Regions from separate parts of the Sus scrofa genome. Here region 2 is linked to region 1. A link is a contact called in public HiChIP or PLAC-seq data. All regions are on one chromosome and are shown on one strand. The core of a region is the stretch at or near the end of the contact, and the rest is flanking DNA. Distances in the headings are between cores, read along the strand shown.

Evidence for each region. HiChIP or PLAC-seq counts read pairs in DNA pulled down with a chosen protein or histone mark.
Region 2: an H3K27ac HiChIP or PLAC-seq map of skeletal muscle shows a contact between it and region 1. The contact joins the promoter of DDX60 here to the promoter of PALLD in region 1. A contact is called at or near these places in 3 of 5 promoter capture datasets (fetal liver, fetal skeletal muscle and liver), 15 of 47 Hi-C or Micro-C datasets (embryonic fibroblasts, epiblast stem cells, fetal heart ventricle and 8 more) and 1 of 2 datasets of contacts at active chromatin or transcription factors (skeletal muscle).

What each region holds. Positions count from the first base shown.
Region 1 is chr14:21,017,886-21,025,093 of Sscrofa11.1, forward strand. It overlaps PALLD (palladin), which reads right to left and starts at 2,240. Exons shown (of 23, transcript XM_021073311.1): 1 at 2,092-2,240.
Region 2 is chr14:21,073,335-21,079,509 of Sscrofa11.1, forward strand. It overlaps DDX60 (probable ATP-dependent RNA helicase DDX60), which reads left to right and starts at 4,157. Exons shown (of 39, transcript XM_021072214.1): 1 at 4,157-4,249.

The DNA.
Region 1 (7,208 bases), core at 990-3,489:
TCTACAAACCCCAAACCTTCTCTCCCCCTTGGCAACCACAAGTCTATTCTCTATAGTCACCTTTCTTTCTTTCTTTCTTTCTTTCTTTCTTTCTTTCTTTCTTTCTTTCTTTTCTTCCTTCCTTCCTTCCTTCTTTCTAGGGTAATGTTCTTTTTGCCAAGGCTACAGGGCAAAAGTCAAATATGGAAAATTAATTAAACCTTGTTTGATGCAAGAAATGCACAACAGTTGCATAATCTGTCTCTTGGTAAATGCATGTGGATTGCATTCTTTCCTAATCTTTAAGTAAATTGTCACTCCATGGAGGCATGACATATGTATTCTTCAGTTTTAAATAGGACACAGACAGGGTACCTCCGTTTCAGAGTCATAACATAACAGGTGATTGGATGCCCGCAACAGCCTTGTGAGGGCTTTCCAGAGAGAGCACTTGGAATTGCCCCATGACCTCTGCCTGTGACCATCTTAGCCCCATATGAGGTTGGAGTTTACGTCCAGTTCATCCATTTCCACTGCCATTCTCCTTATTTTGGCCTTCCAGGTATAGTATAGTATAGTAGAGATACAGTATTTCCTTTCGCCTAAACTCAAAACCTATTTCCCAAGCTGGGTCTCTGTTCTCTGGTTTAGCAGATTCAAGTTACAGGCAGAGCTTCTTTGCTCAGCCTTTTGTTTCCTTTGCTGGAATTTAACCAGGACACAGCGTTGCCTCCATATGCCTGAATTCTGATTGGAACCCAGATACCACAATCACTTTGTTACCTACACACACAAACGTGTGTGGGTGTGTGTGTGTGTGTGTAAAGCCCAGGCTCTCTCTTGGCGTTAGAGGTTTCAGGTGGTATCTTTTTAAGAGCATGTCAGATTTATATTAAAACTTGGCTCATGTTACCCTCTATGTTTTGCTTTGTTTTTAAATGAGGTAAAGAAACCAAGGTAATTGTAATTGTCCAGTGTAATCCAGATCCCTATTCTGTTGTGACGTGTGCTCTGACCCTTTCAGTTTTAGCAACACACAGCAGCTCAGAGAACTGACAAGGGTCCCTTGGACCCAGACCCTAATGCGTATCAGACGTGGGAACACAGGAGGATTAATTTGTATTCTAGGAACATGGAATCCTATATTCACAGGATACTCAGCATCTTGATAGCACTCTTAGGCCTTGTCTGCCATTAGCAATAATTGCCAAATAGAGTTTGATTTTTAAAATCTGGATCATAGAGGTGAGCATTCAGGTTCTTTCTTTGAGGAAAAAGTACATTGAAGAGTATATTTATCCCGTAGTAAGGAATGAATTTCTGCGTATTTGTGACTCAGGGACTAGGTTAGTGTTATATTGTCAGGCAGCAGGCATTGGATGTGGACACATTATTCTTACTCGAAGTCAATTAGTATTTTTAGCAAATGTTAAAAAAGAAACATGAGCCTGAAATCATTCTGTACCAACCTCATCTGTTGGATTCAAGACAATTTCATGTGTAACTTACAACAACCTGATATAAAATTGTACTGTAAGGTTTAAATTTGACTGGACTCCAGTTTCCCTTTTATATTTTAAAAATATGCAAACTTGAGGCATAGATAGGATATAAAAGGTCTGCTCAACTGATTTAAAAGGTTTTTGAAAGTGTAATTACCAACTTAAAATGTTACTAAAACCTAAAGCATATCATTTTAAGCCATCACTACTTAGCTTAAGTATATACAAGGTTTCAAATTAACTGCATTCTTATTTTCTTTGAAACAAAAGACAAACACGATCTTGACAAGTGCTGGCTCTGTCAGTACATTTATTTTTTTTTAGAATTGATAGCACCAACTTACTTTTCCTCTCTAAGATTAGAATAGAAAATGCACCCCCCTCACAGCATAGGTAGAAATAAAGCCTGCAGATCAATCCTACATATTTCTTCTTTTTGGAATGGCTACAAAATTCCTGTTACTTTTCCACTCCAAATTAAAAAAAAAAAAATCAAACCATCTTCTAACTAGTGTTCTGACAAACCACTACTATATTTTTAGCTGTCAATAAAAAAGAGTTAAAAAAATGTTGCTCTACTAGTTACTATATTACAATACATCTTACAGACCTTTCGATCCCGTGGTCAGTTCGAAGACCCCTAACAGGTGAGGGGTTTCCCACGAGGGTTGCTTCTCTGCTGGGGGAGTGGGGCCCGGCCCCGGCTCTTCATGACACACTGCTTGGGCCCTGGTCACTCTGAGATGACTGTGGCCTTGGAGTCCCACCTGCCCTCTTACTCCACTCGGCTATATTTGGTCACTGAACTCATGTTTCCGCAGACGCCCTGGCCGGGGATTCCAGCAGCCCGGCTCTGAGGCCCGGGTTCTTAGAAATGAAAGCCACTGAGTGTGGCGAGAACTGCATTTATGGAGTGAATAAGCATGATGCCTGCACACCTTGCTCTGTACCCTGGCTTTGTGCCTGGAAGTCACCACTTATCTTTTAAACCTGGTCTTAATTCACTAAATCTGTGGGATGTGAATCTCAGGAAAAAAAGCAACTCATAAGGAATGCTTTTCTAACTATAAACTTCTGCTCTGTGCATTTAAATTAGTCATGTGGTAGATTATCCTAAGATATCCAGTAACTATTTAAAAATTGAGCCACCTGTCAGATTGCGTGGAGAGGCCCACTGTCCTCTTACTTCCATTTGTTACCTAAAAATTATTCTATAACTTTGTGTGTGCGGAGGACACGGTCCATCGTGGGACTGAAGAGAGATGAACACACATGGCCGGAGCCTCGAACCCATCGAAGTGCTGAGATCTCAGCCTCGCACATTCTGACCATTCAGTAAATGGTTTTGACAAAACAAATGTTGAATGAATAACGTTCAGGACAAGTGGGAACCCTCTTACAGCTGTAAAAAGTCTCACAACCATCTCATTACTTTTTCTGTAGTATCTTGTTGCCTTTTCTAATATTTTGAACTTCCAAATAACAAAACACAGGATGCTTTTGTTTTCAAAGGCAGCAGAGCCAAATATAAGGGGTGAAAAATAGTCACACCACACCTCCTGGTTCAGTCAATTTGGATAATATCATCACAGTCAATGCAGGTTCTTATCTAAAGTTATTCCTGATAGTGGAGCACTTAGGAAGGGCTCCTCTTATACTTTTCTTTATAGGCAACACTGTTCCTTTATTTATTTATTTATTTTTTTTAGGGCCGCACCTGTGGCATATAAAGGTTCCCACGGTAGGGATCGAATTGGAGCTGTAGCCACTGGCCTACACCACACCCACAGCAGCTCCAGATCTGAGCCTTGTCTCCTACTTACACCACAGCTCACAGCAATGCTGGATCCTTGACCCACTGAGTGGGGCCAGGGATCAAACCTGAGTCCTCATGGATAGTAGTTGGGTTTGTTACCGCTGAGCCATAATGGGAACTCCACAACACTGATGCTTTATAATTGGTCCTTCTTAGATACATTTGAGGGCTGTTTCAGTGCTTTGTGGCGGGGGGAACCTCTCTGGCTGATAAAACAGATGTGTTTATGTCTTTTTCTTATAAAAACTCTTAAGATGATAGTAAAAACTCAAAAGGATAGAAATGGGGAGAGAAGACAATAGAAGATTCTAGAAATGGTTGGAAAATGGCTGATAGGAAGATGAGTGTTCTAATTGCATTAGAAACGTAGGTGCCTGCAGAAGGTGCTCATGGAAGCAGTGTTTGGCCCAGCATCACAGAAAGGCTAGAGTCAAGGCATCTGGTGCTCCCTGGAGATAATTTTTTGTGGCTGGTCTGGGTGTTGCTGGGAGTGAGCCAGCAGGACTGAGATGGGGGAATTGGCTGAAAGAACCCCAACTAAACAGTCCCTGTTGCCCATCCATCACACCGGAGTGGACAGGGGACGAGGGATTATCCTCTGGCGTCTATAAGACAGGCAGTCCTGGAGTTCCCATCGTGGCGCAGTGGTTAACGAATCCGACTAGGAACCATGAGGTTGCGGGTTCAGTCCCTGGCCTTGCTCAGTGGGTTAACGATCCGACCTTGCCGTGAGCTGTGGTGTATGTTGCAGACGCAGCTCGGATCCCGCGTTGCTGTGGCTCTGGCGTAGGCCGGTGGCTATGGCTCCGATTCGACCCCTAGCCTGGGAACCTCCATATGCCGTGGGAGCGGCCCAAGAAATGGCAAAAAGACAAAAAAAAAAAAAAAAAAAAAAGACAGACAGTCCCCTGGACGCAGGGCAGGGACACAGGAAATGGAAGGAGGGCGGCCTGGAAAGGCATTTCTGAGAGCTGGACCCGGGAAGGGACAGAAACTTCAACTGGTTCTAGAGCCCTATTTCTAGAAACTAGGAATGAGGGGAATGTGGGAAAATAGTAACGTTTGGTTCCTCTTCTTATTGTCGTGTCTGTTATGCTAATATCTTTACTTTTTGTATTTGACAAGGTCACAATCAAAAGTTAAACCAAAACCTCTGTTGTGTCCCGAGGCCCAGTGAAGGTGGAAGAGATTATAGGAATCCAAATGTTGGAACCGGTCCGTGATGTTTATTTATTTATTTATTTTTGGCTTTTTGCTATTTCTTTGGGCCGCTCCCGCGGCATATGGAGGTTCCCAGGCTAGGGGTCGAATCAGAGCTGTAGCTGCCGGCCTACGCCAGAGCCACAGCAACGCGGGGTCCGAGCTGTGTCTGCAACCTACACCACAGCTCACGGCAATGCCGGATCATTAACCCACTGAGCAAGGGCAGGGACCGAACCCGCAACCTCATGGTTCCTAGTCGGATTCGTTAACCACTGCGCCACGACGGGAACTCCGTGATGTTACCTTAGTTAAGGAAGGACTTTGAGATCAGTGAGGCACGTGGTTACAGATGCCACATAGTGAATATTGTAACAATCCCTCTGCTTTCCCGCTCTTCTTCCCCTTCTTCCACCTCCTCCATCTTCATTTCAAGATAAATGGATGCTAACCGTATAACCCAAGCTTCCTTTCAGTGTTTTAACAGGTTTTATTGTTGTGTTAATAGTAAATTATGCAGGAGCCACTAGGTATTTTTTCCCTTTGCACCAGACTGCGCTCAGGCGATAACTTCAGTAAATCCTGGGTTCATTTTACATCTGTACCTGACATGTATGCTGCGGACATGGTGTTTCTCCCAACACCAAGAAAATACACATCCTTGTAATTTCTAGAGCGAGCAGAGATGGGAAGGCAGTCCAGTAAATGTTCACTGCACAGATGACAAAATAATCATAATGTATTATTGATCTGTTAGGGACTCATTTTTCTTGTGGCATTGTCCACAAATGAATGAAAGCACACCTCCCCTTCCTCTTTCCAGGAAGTGTAGACAAATTTTATGTTTAATATTGCTTTGTCATGGGAGAAAATTCACAATTTTGTAAAAATAAAAAGTTAAAAGTTGTAGGTGTGGAAACCCTCAAAGCGACACTGTCTGGCTGTGTGATGGACCAGTGTGTTGGGTCTTCTGCAGGGGGGTGGGGCTGGTGCTTCCAGGAGGGATGCTGGTCCCAGCCCAGGGGTGAGCTCTCTTAGAGCTGGCGGGATGGAGGGGTGGTGGGTCCTGTGATGGACCAGGGCGCCCATGCAGGATGAACAGAGCTCATCAGAGCAGAGCGGGGTCTGACCCAGATGCCAGGGCCCTGAGCACTAGGCCTCCTGGCCTGGGAGCTGGGTGGGGGAAGGGGGGGCTCTGTGTCCTAAGTCCAAGGGCCAGGTCAGTAAGTCTGTCCCTGAGTCTCGGTGAGCCTGCTGTCTCCCTGACCTGAGGGAAGTCCCTTGGAATTCCCTGGGGTGCCTGGTTCCTAAAGCCCAGGGTAACACTGGGAAGGAGGGAAGCTGTAGGAAGAAAGAAAAGGGAAAAAGAAAGATGGCTTGTGGTCCCAAGAAGCCTCAATGACAGATCTGGTTTTATTCACAAAGTCAAAGTGATGTGAATTTTCTTGATTGGAGTGCGCAGCAAACCGTGCTTGTTTAACAAGTATTTTTTTATTTTATTTTATTTTTTTTTGCAACACCCGTGGCAGATGGAAATTCCCCAGCCAGGGGTTGAATCCGAGCTGCAGCTGCAACAATGCCAGAATCTTTGCCCACTGCACTGGTTGGGGATTGAAACTGTGCCTCCGCACCAGCTAAGCCGCTGCAGTGGGATTCTTCACCCACTATGCCACGGTGGGAACTCCAACAATATTATAAGGATCTGAAAAACAAAAGTTCTTTTCCTTAGAGGAGACTCTTGGCTGAGGCTCTGCTGTCACCCAGGGAAGTTCAGGTGATGTTAAGGGCGGGGCTGGAGCACAGGGTGGTGGGGTTTGTGGTCCACTTTCACTCTCCCTGAGCCCGCCCATCTAAGTCAGCGCCCAGGTTGGGGAGGTGGGGGGCTCTACTGGACCTCTGTTCATCTCCTAAATGCTTTACTTGTTTGTATAAAAATTCCTGAGCTTTTGAAGGCCTACACTGGGGCTGCCCACCCTCTGTCCACATTTTTTTCAGTGAAGACTTGGGCTCTGGTTGAGCAGAGACTACTGTCACTCCAGGTACGTCCAGCATCCTGGTGACACCTGCCCATTTGTTCGGCTGGCCCGCAGGTGTCCTGACTCTTGGACCTGCCTGTCTCTAGGATCTCTGTTCCTCATTCCTCTTACAGATGACAGTGTGGGCCTGCTCCCCTCCAGCCCTGCACTATTTACCTCCTGCTTCTCACCAGGTTACAGGAAAGATTCCTGCCTGAAAACAATAAGTGGGTATCATTTCATTCAGGTTGCCTGTGCCAGCAGTGCGGCAGGCTTGCAACTGGGTGATTTGGGGTTGGGGGTGGTGACGCTGACACAGGGCCATCCCAATCCTCCCCTCTGAAAACAGGGCTGGGCTCTGGAACCCCCTCCCAGGGCCCATTACAAGCAAGTGGGAGTCAGCGCTGTCCGCAGCAGGCACCTGGGTGTCACCATGTCCCTGCTGGGTCTCCTCACTCCACAGCCTCTGGATGTCAGAGTGCCTAGGTCTGTTGTGACCTGGCCTCGTGGTCACCTCCCTTCTGGTCTGCACCACCCAGTGTGGGAGGGGTTCCACGGGGGTGATCGTGCCAGCTTTGAGACCCTCGGGGGTCATCCTGGAGGCTGTTCACCTCCCTTTACTCTGCTGGCAGCACCTGAACATACTCTTTTTTAGAAGTGCAAGTTCACCTATCTCGTTATCTAACCGTAAACCTC
Region 2 (6,175 bases), core at 2,907-5,406, 57 kb after region 1:
TTGGTGTGTAGTTTTCTTTTTTTTGTGATATCTTTGTCTGGTTTTGGTATCAGGGTGATGGTGGCCTCATGGAATGAGTTTGGGAGTATCCCTTCCTCTGCGATCTTTTGGAATAGTTTCAGAAGGAGAGGTGTTAGCTCTTCTCTAAATGTTTGATAGAATTCGCCTGTGAAACCATCTGGTCCTGGACTCTTGTTGGAAGTTTTTAAATCACAGTTTCAATTTCAGTTCTTGTGATTGGTCCATTCATCTTTTCTATTTCATCTTGGTTTAGTCTTGGAAAATTGTACTTTTCTAAGAATTTGTCCATTTCTTCTAGGTTTTCTGTTTTATTGGTGTATAGTTGCATATAGTAGTCTCTTATGATCCTTTGTTTTTCTGTGATGTCCATTGTTACTTCTCTTTTTCATTTCTCATTTTATTGATTTGAGTCCTCTTTCTTTTTTTTCTTGATAAGTCTGGCTAGGGGTTTATCAATTGTATTGATCTTTTCAAAGAACCAGCTTTTCATTTCATTGATCTTTTCTATGGTTTTCTTCATTTCTATTTCATTGATTTCTGCTCGGATCTTTATGATTTCTTTCCTTCTACTAATTTTAGGTCTTGTCTGTTCTTCTCCCTTGAGCTGCTTAAGATGTAAAGTTAGCTTTTTATTTGAGCTTTTTCTTGTTTCCTGAGGTGGGCTTGTATTGCTATAAACTTCCCTCTGAGAACTGCTTTTGCTGCATCCCATAGGTTTTGGAGTGTGGTATCTTTGTTGTCATTTTCTTCTAGGTATTTTTTAATTTCCTCTTTGATTTCTTCAGTGATCCATTGGTTGTTTAGTAGTATGTTGTTTATTCTCCACGTGTTTGTGTTTTTTTGCAGATTTTTTCTTGTTGTTGATTTCTAGTCATAGAGCGTTGTGGTCAGAAAAGATGCTTGATATGATTTCAATTTTCTTAAGGTTACTGAGGTTGGATTTGTAGCCCAAGATGTGATAAATCTTAGAGAATGTTTCATGTGCACTTGAGAAGAATGTGTATTCTGTTGCTTTTGGATGGAACGTCCTATAAATATCTATTAAATCCACCTGGTTTAATGCTTCATTCAGGGCCTGTGTTTCCTTATTGATTTTTCTGTCTGGTTGATCTGTCCTTTGCTGTAAGTGTGGTGTTAAAGTCCCCCACTATGGTTGTGTTATTGTTTATTTGTCCTTTTAAGGTTGTTAGCAGTTGCCTTATATATTGTGGTGAATCTACATTGGGTGCATAGTTATTTGAAATTGTTGTATCTTCTTCTTTTATTGATCCTTTGATCATTATGTAATGACCTTCTTTGTCCCTTAAAATATTCTTCATTTTAAAGTCTATTTTGTCAGATATGAGTATTGCTACTCCAGCTTTCTTCTCATCCTCATTTGCATGAAATATGTTCTTCCATCCTCTCACTTTCAATTTGTATGTATCCCTAGAAATGGAGGTGGGTCTCTTGAAGACAGCATATATATGGATCTTGTTTTTGTATCCATTCAGCCAGTCTATGTCTCTGGAACCCTCATAATGCCAATGTTATTCTGCCTGATGTTGTCCCAAGGCCCCTGAAGGTAGCTTATTTTCTTAAAGTTCTTCTTTCATTTTGCTGCTTTGTCTTCCAGCTTGCTGATGGATTTTATACCTGCTGTTGAACCTCTCCGGGCTCTTTTTCAGTTCAGTGTAACTACATTGGGTATCTTCTTTCTCTTTGTTGAAGTTCCTACTCTGTTTGTCCACCCTTCTCCTGAGTTCAGTGATCATTTTCATGACCGTTATTTTAAGCTCCTTACCAGGTAGGTTGCTTTTGTCTGTTTCATTTAGTTCTTTTTCTGAGGTTTCATCTTGTTCTTTTGATTGGAATGTATCTCCTACTTTTTCCTAATTCTCTGTTTCTATGTATTAGTTAAATCAGGTATCTTTCTCCCAGTCTTGGGGAGATGGCCTATGGGCTCAGAGACAGGGTGGCATCTGTCCACCAGGCTTAGCACTTAAGAGATATGTGCCCCTCCTGCTGTGGTGAAGCTTTGGGGTGCTGTTGGGCTGTCTGGGTGGTGGTGGGGCTGTGGGGATAGGCAGGGCCTGTGAATGGGAGGGGCTGGTCCCTGGGGTGACTGTGGGCCCAGCCACAGCTGCTGACTAACTTGGTGAGTGTGATCTGCATTTAACACTTTGATTTGACCCCAGTTTTGAGGCCCTGACTAGACTGCTCATTTCCCTTTTTATCTACACCCCCAAGCCCACACTCCAGCCACATCCCATATAGGACTCACACTCCAGGCCTCTGTACACCTGCCCCAATTGCCCGGGGTCAGGTACCAGGCAACCAGGAATAGTCTCTGTGCCCAGAGCCTGTGGAATTTATTCAGATCAGCCAGTCCTGAACCGCTTACCCTGCCTCACCAGTTCCTTTGCATGGAAATTGCAGTAAAGGTGCCACCCACAGTCTGCCTATCCTGCTGCCCTTTGACTGACTCTGGCACTCCCTCTGAGTCATCTTGCATGGTGTACTGGCCCCTTGGAACGTGAGTACAAAGGTGAAAAACAACTTCTGGACTCTTGGTCTGCTTCTGGCCTCACTGTGCCTCCCTCACGGCAACATGGTGAAAGTGGGTTCCCAGGCACACTCCCATTTACCGCCAGAACCATTCCCATGTGCATCTGAGGCTGGGAGCTGGCTCAGGGGCCTTTTCTTGGGTCCCAGTTCAGCTTTCAAACAATAGCTGCTTCTTATGAAAAGTCCAGGTCCTTTAAGCCCTGGTCAGTTGAGTGGACTTCCTCCACCTGCCTGGTTATGGAGACTTTGGTCCAGTTGGGCTCCTGGCTCTATTCTTCACCCAAGTCCTGCCACTGTCCTGAGTGATGTGAGCACCCACTTGTCTGTGGATTCCTCATCCTGGCATGTGGCTTCCTATTTGTGGTTTTCCCTGCTCATCCTATTGATTGATCTCTACCTCTATGCCTCATCCACACTTTGGTTCTATGGCAACACTGGTTGTGCTCCACTTCCAAAATCCTGAATCAAAATGTGTGTCAGTGTATTGCTGCATAACAAAATACTTCCCACACTGAGAGGCTTAGAGCAATACCCACAAACCTTGTATGTTTCTATTCAGAGCGTGGTAAATGTCCCTTAGTGGTATTAAATCCTAGAAACTGAGTGTCCTCCACTCCAGACCGGCTATCATCTGCGGATTCTCAATCTTCAGATCCATTTGTAAGTGCGTTAGCATCTGCTCACTTGACGTGTCACACTTTGAAAAGTTCACATCCTTTGACCTACTTGTTCTATCCTACTCTTCTTTTGACACATATGATAGCATGTTCAGTACACTATTAATAATATTAAAAAGTAATAGCCTACATCTCCAGTTTAAGTAGTTAAGTAAATTCATGGATTTTTCCAAGTGGTCATAGAAAGCAATGTTTATGAAATGTTTATAATTGTAAAGGAAAGCCTCATTATAGAGTGGCGGTGTGAAGAAGAAAATCATTTGTGTTTATAGTACGAATGCATTATTTAAAAACGTAGCACTTTTTTGTTGTTGTTGTGGCTGAAGATAGTACTGTTTTAAATTGAGTTGATATAAAGGGAAGCAAAGCCTTGATGGACTAGGGCAGGTTTTTGTTTTCCATTAGAAGGGAAAGGCAAATCTACCACAATAATTCAATGTTTAAAAGTGGCAGAGAGACTTATTTGACCTAACTGACAGCTGACAGTCCATTTCTCTTAAAGTTTGCGTTTTCTGTGCCTCAGGGAGACATTCAGTGGGCGCATCAGGCTTGCACAGGGAGTTTTGCCGCAGGACAAGTGGGGACATGGGCACAGCTGCCCATAGCCTCTTGGCTGCTCTCAAGGAGCCTGTGTGGACCACACCGCCATCACTCCAGGAAAGCAGACAGGAAGGAAGAATGTGACAAACAGAGAAACCAGCTGTTAGAGCAAAGAAGGATTTGGATGCTGAAAAAATGCCAGCGTGGAGGCCAGTTGCTCTGCCCCAAAGTCCTGCGTCTGTCCCTCGCCTGCTCCTGTTGAACTGCTCTGAGCTCAGCGCTTGCTATTCTGGGAAGGAATTTCCACCAAGCTGGTGCGTCTGCCGCCTGAGGTTCCCTCTGATTGACTGATGAGCAGGTGGTGAAGAGCCTGTGGCTGAAATATCACAGACCCCGTGCTCATCTTTATTTTATACCCAAGTCTGTGATTGTGTTTGAATGTTTTGTTTCTTCACAATGAAGAGGTAAGTAAATGACTGCTGACATAATTACTTTTCCATGGGTATATATACACATTTATTAGTACCATTATTTATTTGTGATTTGTCTGTATAATATTGAGGTTATTATTACACAATTTAAACCAAAACAAATATAGTCGCGCAGAACTCTGTAATAGAAGGTGTTGGCATTATGATTTTAAGAAGCCACACAACTATCTTGGCTGTAAGCAAATCCATTATATCGGAAAAAAATAAGTCTTGAAATTCCTTTCAAAGCCGCATGTCATGCAAGCTCCTGAAACAGTCACGTCATAATCAGAGGAAAGGTACAGGATGAAACAGTATAGTATTAAGTTGCTATACTCTTGACAGAAAATTTTCGAGAACTTAACCACAGACCTAGTGAATGACAGGGTGAGTGTCCTTACCCTGAGAGTGCATGCCCACCCCCCACCATGGTCTCCACCCCCTTCACACCCTTGGCCCACGGAAGCTGCCCCCAGCACTCCCTCCCAGTGGCAGCTGGTGTGCAACCAGCTGTTACACAACTGGCGCAGCTGGTCTGTTCATGGTGCCCCCCCCCACAGCCTCTGTGCCATTTCTGAAGGCACAAGATGTGCCCTGCCAGCTCCCATGGGGACAACATCCTTGCTGTTGTGTACACTCTGTAGGTGAGGTCCTGTTTGTGCCCCCATCCTCCAGGGCACAGGTGTGACATGGCACCCCATAATCACACTTTTTTTTTTTTCTTTTTAGGGCTGCACTTGTGGCATATGGAAGTTCCCAGGCTAGGGATCAAATTGGAGCTACAGCTGCCCAGCCTACACCACAGCCACAGCAATGTGGGATCCAAGCTGCATCTGAGACCTACACCACAGCTCTTGGTAATGCCAGATCTCTAACCCACTGAGTGAGGCCAGGGATCGAACTCGCATCCTCATGGGTATCCGTTGGGTCTGTTACCACTGGGCCACAGTGGGAACTCCCATAATCACACCTTCTGAGACCATTTGTTCTCTTGAGATGCTCATCCTGGACATTCAGATCCTGACAGAGGGCCCGATCCAAGTGTTGCAACTGCCCCAGATAGTGCAGGGCCCCACCCTGGAGAAGCCCCCTAGTTGATGTGGTGAAGAGAGGGCTGCCCCATCATTGATAAGCTGACTACTGTCCCCCCAGTATCTGGAATATTGAGGCAAGGCCAGTGGCTTTTAGCCCTCTTTGGGTTCTGGAGGCATACACTCTGCATTTACTGTCTATTTAATCTGACTGAGGCTTAACTTGCACATCAGTCCTTTTATGTGGGGCTCCTACATGAAATGCTGCGAGGTCTGTCCATGCTGACATCAACGTCCTGGTCAGGCTGCTGAGGCCTCATCTTGTGAGGCCTGTGGTGCCCTGTGTGCCTGGAAAGGCCAGATGTTCCTCTGCCCCCTTGGGGCCTCTGGCCGGGCCTAAGAATTAAACTGACAGGGCAGATGAACAGCAGGAAAACATGCACGTTTTCCTGAATTTTTAAATGTACACAGGACGCTTCAGGAGAGAACGAGGTCCCAAGGAAGTGACCAGAGCAGGATTCAGACCAGCAGTGACTATGTGAGGGGTTGGTGAGAGGAGGCTGGGGCAGGGATGGGCTCACCGGCCTTCTGCCTTCTTGGCCCAGTGTCCCCTCCCTGCAAGAAGGCTGTGGTCAGTCACTGTACCAGGTGGGGTAGGGGCTCCTTTCCCACTTTGGGGAAAGAAGGTGAAGGGGGAGTCGAGTACCTCCTGCTTCTGCTGTTTCCTCAGGCTCCCCCAGCCTAGCCGTCCTCAGGTGCCATGTTTTTGGGGAAGCTTTACTGCCTTGACGCCGTTGAGCCGCCTGGGGCCCTGGGAGTTCCGCAGGGGCAACCTGCTGTCTGGGGGGGGGGTCCTCAGATGAGAGCCAGGTCCTCTGTCCTCCAGGCT